Regions from separate parts of the Mus musculus genome. Here region 2 is linked to region 1. The links are chromatin contacts, called in public promoter capture Hi-C maps. All regions are on one chromosome and are shown on one strand. The core of a region is the stretch at or near the end of the contact, and the rest is flanking DNA. Distances in the headings are between cores, read along the strand shown.

The links. Promoter capture Hi-C pulls out the DNA fragments that hold promoters and counts their contacts.
Region 2: a promoter capture Hi-C map of liver shows a contact between it and region 1, with 4 times the contacts expected there. The contact joins the promoter of Mmp21 here to the promoter of Ikzf5 in region 1. A contact is called at or near these places in 2 of 39 promoter capture datasets (both in liver) and 1 of 9 other capture datasets (liver).

Annotation. Positions count from the first base shown.
Region 1 is chr7:131,408,055-131,412,714 of GRCm38.p6, forward strand. It overlaps Ikzf5 (IKAROS family zinc finger 5), which reads right to left and starts at 2,424. Exons shown (of 4, transcript NM_175115.4): 1 at 2,333-2,424. It overlaps Acadsb (acyl-Coenzyme A dehydrogenase, short/branched chain), which reads left to right and starts at 2,547. Exons shown (of 11, transcript NM_025826.4): 1 at 2,547-2,733. The coding sequence starts at 2,692.
Region 2 is chr7:133,678,267-133,682,864 of GRCm38.p6, forward strand. It overlaps Mmp21 (matrix metallopeptidase 21), which reads right to left and starts at 1,795. Exons shown (of 7, transcript NM_152944.1): 1 at 1,619-1,795; 2 at 280-811. The coding sequence starts at 1,780.

The sequences.
Region 1 (4,660 bases), core at 1,174-3,673:
ACCATCATGGAGCACATGTCTGACTCGACTTCTTGCCTTCCAAAATCAAGAAATTTCTGGCCAAAAAACAAAACTGTTTTATTCCCCCAAGGGATTTGGATGAAAACTAATGACAAAGCCACGTACAACATGTCTCAATTGGAGTCTGATTTGCTTTTATCTGTTCCATATGAGCTAAATAGTTTCAGCAATAAAATGTGTATAACCTTAAAAAACAAACAAACAAACAAAAAACCCAACCAAACCCTAGTCATCTCTCTGAGTGCTAGAGATGCCCTCTACACAAAGGAGAATTCAAAGAACAGTATAAGGTATTACATTTACCTAGCACTGCTTTAAAAGAAATGTTTAACTGAAGGGTTACTACTGATAAGGAAGAATACTTAGCCCAACTTTTTTTTTATTAGGTATTTTCTTCATTTACATTTCAAATGCTATCCCGAAAGTCCCCTATACCCTCCCCCCGCCCTGCCCCCCAACCCACCCACTCCTGCTTCCTGGCCCCGGCATTCCCCTGTACTGGGTTAGCCCAACTTTTTATGTGACAATTAACCCAGAGGTTAGTCAGGCCTACTGAAGTTCTTTATTGTTCAATAGCTGTGTTTACTTCTATAACCTGTTGATTATGGTCATTGAAAGATTTACTCTCCAAGAGAATTTACATTAGTAAAGGCTGACAAACGAGACTTAGTTCATACAGAGTAACATGGACCTTCAAAAAGAATTAGAACACAATTCCTGAGTTCCCGTCTGCTAAAGACTCTGAATGCATGAACACTGTGATAAGGCTCTTCTGAGAAGTCAGAAAACATAAAAAGGAAAACAGAAATGAAGCCACATCTGAAGAAATCCAAAAAAAGAATGATACAATCTAACCTGTTCACCCCAATTTAGCTCCACTTTTTACTTTCCACGGCAACACTGCTGAAATGTTGAATAATTGAAATTTACTCTGGAGATACAACAAAGGCGTCCAAAAGGCCATGGAGGGAATTTCAACTAAAATTCAAAAGCCACAAGAAGTCTGCAAAGAAAGACACGTAAGTGAAAACTTTGCTAGGGACTACAGGCTTAGTAACAAGTTAATAACATAATTTGTGTGTCATTATCATTAACTGAAAAAAAAAAAAAAAAGCAAGGGCAAGCTTGGTGGCCCACAATTACATCCTAGCCATTTGTGTTACTATCATGTTGCCACTGGTCATTTACTTTTAACAAAAAAACTTCAATGCCATTCATATATAATATGCTAATTTCAAGAGATGCCAGGCTTAATGTTGCTGAATAAGTCCAGTTGCACATAAAAGTACATTAGCTCTATCGCCAGGGAAATATATGTAACAACCACCAGGACTCAACCACGGCATATCTGAAGCCCATCTTCAGTGTCCCACAGTACAACAGTTACGGTTTCCTGGGAAACACGGGACCCTTACAGGAAAAGAACTTCAAACATCCCAGTTCCCCCGCAAGGAACTTCCAAGAAAACGTTCATCCTCAGCTGTGCTGAAGACAACATAAACTCAAGACAAAGTCTTACAAGTAGTCCAGATGTTTTAAGCAGCTGTTTTCATGCTGTGTCTTCTAAGTGTAATTTCCCTGGACCTCACAACTTCAGAAGTCTTCATGTCCGTTCTCACTCCTCTGTCCGGTTCTGACCAGCACACAAAGGAGTCATTAAAGAGGCCATGTGGTTACTGGCAGCTACCACTGACTATACTTAGGATCTACAGTTAGACAGACAGCACTTGGACGCTTAGCTGAGGAGGAGCCACATTGAGCATCCAAGAACATTCCCGACAGTCGATCGATGATGAATCGATCGGGGACAGAAATCTTGAATGAGTCGGAAGATCCTCCCCAGCCTCACCTGTTCCCAACATTGGAAAGTACAGGCAGTAGACGCCAGGTCATGAGAGAAAGAAAACTCCTTCCCAACAGCAGCCCGGGGTTAACACCCTATCCAGGATACACCGGGGTTGCTGGGGTCGACTTTGGCACCCCGAGAATGCACTACACAGGGATGCTCCCTGCGATCGCCACCTGTCAAAGCCGGAGACAGCTCCCCACCCTGAGCTCCGAGCTGCGGCCCGACGGCGCCGACTCGCTCGCGAGCCTCCGGGCGGCGCACCCAGTCACTTACGAGCCCAAGAGAGTCCCGAGTCACCACGCTGGCAGCCCACGGGGCACGCAGGACCCTCCGCTGTGGCCAAGGCGAAAGCGGTGTTAGCCGGCTAGCAATGAACCCGGCACTTTACCTTCCGCCATTCCGTCAACGTGCCCTGAGTAACCGTAGCGCCGCCGTGGAAGCTGACCGCCCCCCGTGACTCACCTCCTGACAACCGCACCGAGGAATCCCCACAGCCCTTTTCACTGCCGTCGCCGCCACCGCCACCGCCTCAGCGTTCGTCAGCGTCGCAGCTGTAGCCGCCATATTTGTTGTGTCTCCGCTCCCTTCCCGCCCGCCCCACGCCTTGCCCAAGTCTCGCGTGAGCGTGCTGCAGGGAGCAAGGAGAGAATTATGTCTCTCCTGGGGTTCCGTAGGCGGCAGTGGGCGGGGACTCAAAGGGGTGTGTGAGGGGCGGATGCTCGGAGTGGGCAGGGCCCGAGCTTGCCAGGCCGAGGGAGTCTTGCGCAAGGGTTCGTGGAAAGCCTTGCGAGCTTAACAGGGCCACCCTGCCCGAAGCGAGGATGGCGGTCTCTGCGCTCCAGCTGTGGCGTATGGGCGGGCTGGTGAGTGGGGTCGGTCGAAGCGACCGTCTCAGGAGGCCTGTGGCCACACTGATTCCTGGCGACGTCATCTTTTCCTAATGGGCTGGGGGTCTGGGAGGCTGGTGGAGGGGGCTGAGCCTGGGGCTGGGTCTCCACAGACCCTTCACCTCCGTCTGGTTTTCCTTCAGGATCCGTCCCAGCTCATGCCACATTTCCCCGGATGATGATGATGATTTTTTTGTTTTGTTTTTTGGGGTTTTTTTTGTTTTTGTTTTTGTTTTGTTTTTTTTTTTTTTCGAGACAGGGTTTCTCTGTATAGCCCTGGGTGTCCTGGAACTCACTCTGTAGAGCAGGCTGGCCTCGAACTCAGAAATCTGCCTGCCTCTGCCTCCCGAGTGCTGGGATTAAAGGCGTGCGCCACCATCACCCAACCGATAATGATGATTTTTAATGACTAAAATCTAGGCCTGCTTGTCGAGCCTATTGACACTCTCTTCCCTTCAGCAGCCCAGCTGGAAGGGACCTCTCATATTTCTGGGTCTTAACCATTCAGGGAAGGAATTTCTTAGGCTTTATCTCACTGCGGGGATCTGACCAGCTCCCTTAGATTCTGAGGAGCCCAAAAGCCCATTCTAGTCCTCTTCCTCAAACTTGGTCTGAGGCCAGCCTCTTGTCTCACCAGGATGTTTCTGGCCTCCCTTTGCTCTCTCGGATTTCCTGAGCTTGGAATTAGGACACACAGTACAGTGCAGATGACAGCATCTGTCAGAATAACAGAAGACACTCTGACCAGTCAGAGGGGGCAATGGGTTGAACCATGAGCAAACCTACGTTAGCTGGACTTGGTGCTATTTCTTCAGGTGCCTGAAAGAGACAGCTTTCCTGGAGGATGTTTCTCTACTTAGGCGATTGACGAGCCCATTTAGCTAACTTTGAAGTGAAAGGACAGTTGGGTGCCTTTGCTGTGGTTGTAGTTAGCTGGAAACCCTCCAGCTAAATAGTAATCTTAAAATTTCCTCGGGCAGATGTTAAGTCTCAAGTCTCACCCATTATTCTGGCGAGCAATCAAAATCCTGCAGTATTTATTCCCGGTTTTACAAGCTACTGATGAGAGGAAGTAGCTTGTAAACGGTGAAGCAAGTCTGCACCTCTTTGCCTCACATTGTAGATAATTAACGTTATTTTATTGTTTTACAAGCTTGGGGTGTTTAGGAAATTAATAAAGTTGTGTTAGTGTATTGTCACAAAGGATTAGAAATGGGTTCTTGTGATTATTATTTAATACTGTTTAATAATTGTTGCTTAATAATAATGTAGCCAGCAGACTTGTCTGGGTTGTTGAGTTTGGCCACCCTTTGTTTTTCTAGCCTACAAGCCCTTGGTGCTCTTCCAGCTTCCAGTCTCTCTTACTTTGCATGAACCTCTTAACAAGTAGCTATTTAACCTTGAGATGTAGCGATTTCAGACAAAGGATTAGGTGACTTTGACAAAAACTACTGCTGCTTCTCCTTGGTCGGAGATACCACGGAAGTATTTTGTTTAGATTTGTGCCTTATTGTCTTGCGTAGGTTTTGGATCTCTTTTATAAAAAATAGTATATTTTGCTGAAATTTGCCTGAAGCATGGTAGTTAATTAATTAAGTTCTGGTGCCAAACTGCTTGGATCTAGAGCCCAGGCTCTGTGGTATAACCTTAAGCGGTTGCTTAAACTCTTTGAGTCTGTTTTCTGATGGGTAAAGTGGGGGTCGGGAAGGACGGTACCTATCTGTAGGGTTGTTGCGAGGGCTGAATGAAAACGTTTTTGTAAGGCACAGAGACGAGCATAATGGTTAGCCAGCTTTCAGTAAATGTCTTTACTCCCATTCACGAGGCACCGTGTGCCATAGCAGATACAGTATAGACTAAAGCACATGTGTTAAAGAAGTTCACCCTCACCATTTAGACCTGC
Region 2 (4,598 bases), core at 545-3,044, 2.3 Mb after region 1:
TGCCCTAGAATTAGGAAATTAGCCCATGAAAGCAGCAAGGTGGATGGGAACATCTCTAGTCACAGATGGGCTGTAGAAGACAGGTTATTTGTCCAGTCTGCCATCAAGGAGGTAACGGTGGCTTCATATATAAGTCCACACCACTCGGGGCAACAAGGCAATCAAGCTAATTGGCCCAGGTTGCCCTAAGCATCATATTGGGCATGGGGCCTTGATGGACGAGCCAGAGGGTGCCTGCAGAGTAGGCAGGAAGGAACCCCAGTCTGGCACCCCTCTTACCTCTCCCAAAACCCAGCTTTATGTCCACCATGGTGCCAGGGGCAGTGCGGTCCTCCCGGAAGTCCAGTGGTGTCACCTCACTCCACATCCTGAAGGCCAGTCTAAAGATGTACCTCTGCTCATCCCCAGAGAGTTGGCTGCTGTAGGCATCTCCCACCAGCCTCCAGGTCAGTGTCTTCTTGGAGAAGGCCCTGCTGGCCCCAGTGTCTGAGGCATCCTCCTGTTGCCCATCTGGCTTGGGGAACAGCATTTGAAGAAAGCGCTTTTGTCTGGCCCTGGGCCGGAGACCTAAAGAGGTCAGCAGGGCTGGTGGGGTTGGCAGGGCAGCCCGAGGGGGCAGCCGTGTGTCAGGAACCCCACAGCGTGGCTTGTTCATAGCGGCCAGTGTAGGTGAGTCCAATTCCCCACTGGCTGGCAGTCTGTTCGCCTTCTGGAATCTACGTACAGCTTGAGCCAAGGTGAATCCCACAGGGACTCCTGCTGACTCCTTTGGGCTAGGTATCTCTGACCAGCCATATTTCAATAGGAAGCTCTGTGGGAAAGAGAAGCCCTAAGTTCATAAGGTTGACTCCTGCTGGGACTTTTCCTGTGCTGTGTTAGCTGGGGAGAGACAGGAGATACACAGAATGAAGCTAAAGATAAAAGGACTTTATCCAGGATCTACCAGAGTGGAGTCATGGGTGCCACATGGCCCGTAGGGGGGCAGAATTGAAGGCAGCCAGGTGGTGGGACTGGAGGGAAGGGGCCATGCCAGAGGGCAAGGCTGGAGGTGGATACACACTGTGGGCTGGTGGTTTCTAGCATGTAGGGGCAGGGAAGGCAGGGGCTATAGGGGTGCCCTTGGCATCCAAAGCAAGTTTGGCACATCATAGCTTCTCACTGCCCTCCACACTAGGGGCACCCTGGAACCAGAAGTTTAGAGGAACCAAATGTTTAGGGGAAATCTTGGTCATCTGTCTGCTTGAGGTAAGACCCAGACTTCAGAGCCATGACTGGAGAAAGGCAACCCTAGTCTGGTTGTGACAGTGGATGGCACTCAATAGCACTTTGCGGGGATCTGTGCCAGTACTGTCCTTTCTCTGTATACCCAGGCTGGCAGGAGGCCAACAGAGGGATGCCATCAGCACAGTGCCTTAGACTCTGACATGTTCACCTTCAAATATCCTCTGACATTTAAAGCTGCTCTCTGCAGGCTCGAAGCTGCCTAGACACTGATGCTTCTAGGGTTAACATCAGACAGAACTATGTGTAACTCCGTGGGAGAGGTGGTTGCCTAGCATGCACGAGGCTCCAGGTTTCATTCCACACAAATGCTGCTGCTCTCTGCATCTCCTCTTACCTGAGCATCATGGAGGTCAGCAATGGGCTTGGCCTGGCTCAGGGGAGATGGCTCCAGGTCCGAACGGTCCCGGCTGTGGAAGAGCCTCTCAGGCTGGGTGGGCTGGGGTGCAACTAGCCAGCAGAGCGGCAGTGTCAGACGCAAGACAGAGGCAGCAAGCATGGCTTCACTGGGACTCTGGTCCTCCTACCTTACTGCGTCCCTGTCTCCCCTCCTAAGGAGCAGGGCATGGTGGGGTCCTTTTATAAGCAAGCAAGTATTTTGTCACCCAGCTCTGAAGTGTGCCTGCTAGGAGGCTGCTTCTGAGGCCCAAGCAAGCTGCCTTTGAAGACCCCAGGGCCACTTTTCTCATGGGTGTGACAATCCCTCTTCCTTCAGTCCTGGATCACAGTACTTCTGAGTGGTGAACTTGTGGATTGCTCTCCTGTGTTGACTTTAGTGATTGGGTTTGCTCCTAAATGAACTGAGGGAGAAGTGCTGGGTGCGTCCACCTGTGCTGCTGCAAGGCAGAGCCCACCCCCTGATAACGTGCCTTTAAGGACCCGGCCTATGGCTTTATAACCTTCATAACCTTCAGTTTGGTTTAGTCTCTTTTTTCTGGGTGGTCTGGGCTTAGGGCATGTTAATTTGTTTCTCAAACTTTAGTTTCTTTTCTTTTCTTTCTTACTGGTGGTTTTTATTGAGAGAGAGAGAGAGAGAGAGAGAGAGAGAAATCTGGGGTAGGTAAGATAGCTCAGGAGGTAAAGGCACTTACTGCCAAACTGGATGACCTAGATTCAATCCCCTGACCTCACATGTTTGGAGAGAACAAACTCCCGAAAGTTGCTCTCTGATCTCCAGGGATGTGTCCACCTGTGCTGCTGCAAGGCAGGGCCTACCCCCTGACAACATGCCTTTAAGGACCCGGCCTATGGCTTTATAACCTTCATAACCTTCACTGTCCAAAGAAATAGCAAATAATGTAATTTAAAAATTAGAATGTCTATTCAACATAGAGCAAAGTGAATTTTAGAACCATCGCAAGAAAAACAGTTTCCCTGCAGTGGGCAGGACCATGCTGAATTTCCTTGCAGACACATATGTGTATGTCTGTAAAGTGTATGTACATTGTACATGTGTCACAACTCCATAGGAAGCCCTGGTACCCAGGTGTTCCTGAATACAGCTACTTACTGTGAAATTCTAATGTGTGGTCAGTGAGTCTATGTGAGGGTAAACTAGAACCACTGAGGCCCATAACAAACTACATACATACATATATACATACATACATACATACATACATACATACATACACACTACACAGCCTGAAGGAGTGAAAGGAGGCAGGCCTGAGCCCCTGGAGTCTAGAGCTAAGCCTGGAATCTCACAGTCCCCATCTGCACCCAAGCCCTGCCTTGCCTAGCTCGAGGCCCCGCTGTGAGCAGTGTCATTCGGCACCCGAGATGGAAGAGCATACATGAGACATTTGTAGTATGGAGGCAACGTTCAGTCAATGCCCTCCCCACCAACCATGAGGACCCTCCTGCTCTGCTGCCTGTTAGTGGGCTTGTCTCTCCTGCAGCCTCCCTAGGAGCAGTGGCACCCCTTTCATCCTCTCTTCCACTTTCTTTTCAAACTGCCTCAGCTGGCTCCTCTCCCTCCTCCATCATCCCCCACGTGCCGTGGTGAGTCCAGCATCCAACATGATCGTGCACCTCATTGCCAGATAGTCCGTCTTTTCTAGAGTCTGAAATGGTCACTTGTGAAAATCCTGAAACCTGACCTGTTTTCTTTCAGAGAGGACAGTCCTGTCCTTTCACTAGTAGAGAGCTGTCCCTTACTCTGCTTTAAGGTGATGAGCAGTGGAGAAGGTTCACAGGTGATTCCTGCACTGTGCGCATCCGTGACCACTGGGTGACCTGGAGATCCATGGCAATCGAAGAAAGATGGATTACAGCCTTGCTGGCTGGCAGCGGGGAGATCCAGTTTCTGTAGACTGATTTGATTGTCAAAGGGCCATCAAGTCTATTTATTGATTGTTACACAGAAGTTGGGGTTCTTTTGGGGGGGCGCAGGGAGGTAAAACAAGTCCCTCATCCCAAAGCCCCTAACCTAATCTGTTTCCTGAAGGAAAACCTCACTCCCCTGAAACATTAGTCCTTTCTGTGCACTGTTTGCAGCGCTCAATAATGCACGATATGTCAGGTGTGCCGAGGCCATTTGTGACCAATGTTGTGTGAAGGCTTTAAGCTCCTTCAGAAAAGCAACCCTATAGATAACAAACAGAAAACAATCGTGTTTTCCTACAACGATTTCGTCAAGACCAGAGTATTTCTAGGAAACAACTTTTCATTCTGGTGTCTACCCTAGATGCAGTGAAAACCAACTATTTCATTCTAATGTTTACCCTAGATACATCGGTGTCTATTAGGTTTCCTGCTACAGCCAGCCTTGAAAACAATGGGAGGAAAAAAAGGGAATAGAGGGCTGGAGTGAAGGCTCAGGAGTTAAGAGCACTGGCTGCTCTTAACTTCCAGAGGACCTGGGTTCAATTCTCAGCACCCACATGGCAGCTCACAGCTATCTTTAACTCCAGTCCCAGGGGATCTGACACCCTCACACAGACATACATGTAGGCAAAACACCAAAGCACATGAGATATAAATCATGTTCCCCAAGGTTTCTCTGTGTAGCCTTGGCTGTCCTTGAACTCACTCTGTAGCCCAGGCTGGCCTCAAACTCAGAGATCTGCCTGCCTCTGCCTTCCAAGTGCTGGAATTAAAGGCATGTACCACCACAGACTGGCAAATCATTTAAAAATGGAACAGAAATCTGTTCACTGAGTTTTCTGGGAGGAAACTTGGTCCTGTGGTACAGTATTGCACTAAACAAGGTTTTCCTCTGGGAATTTAATTTACACAAAGGTTTTGTTCCTCACAGTTTTGCCTTGGCCAAAGGCGCAGGAATGAAGTGAACTTTTTTAGGATGTGTGTGTCCA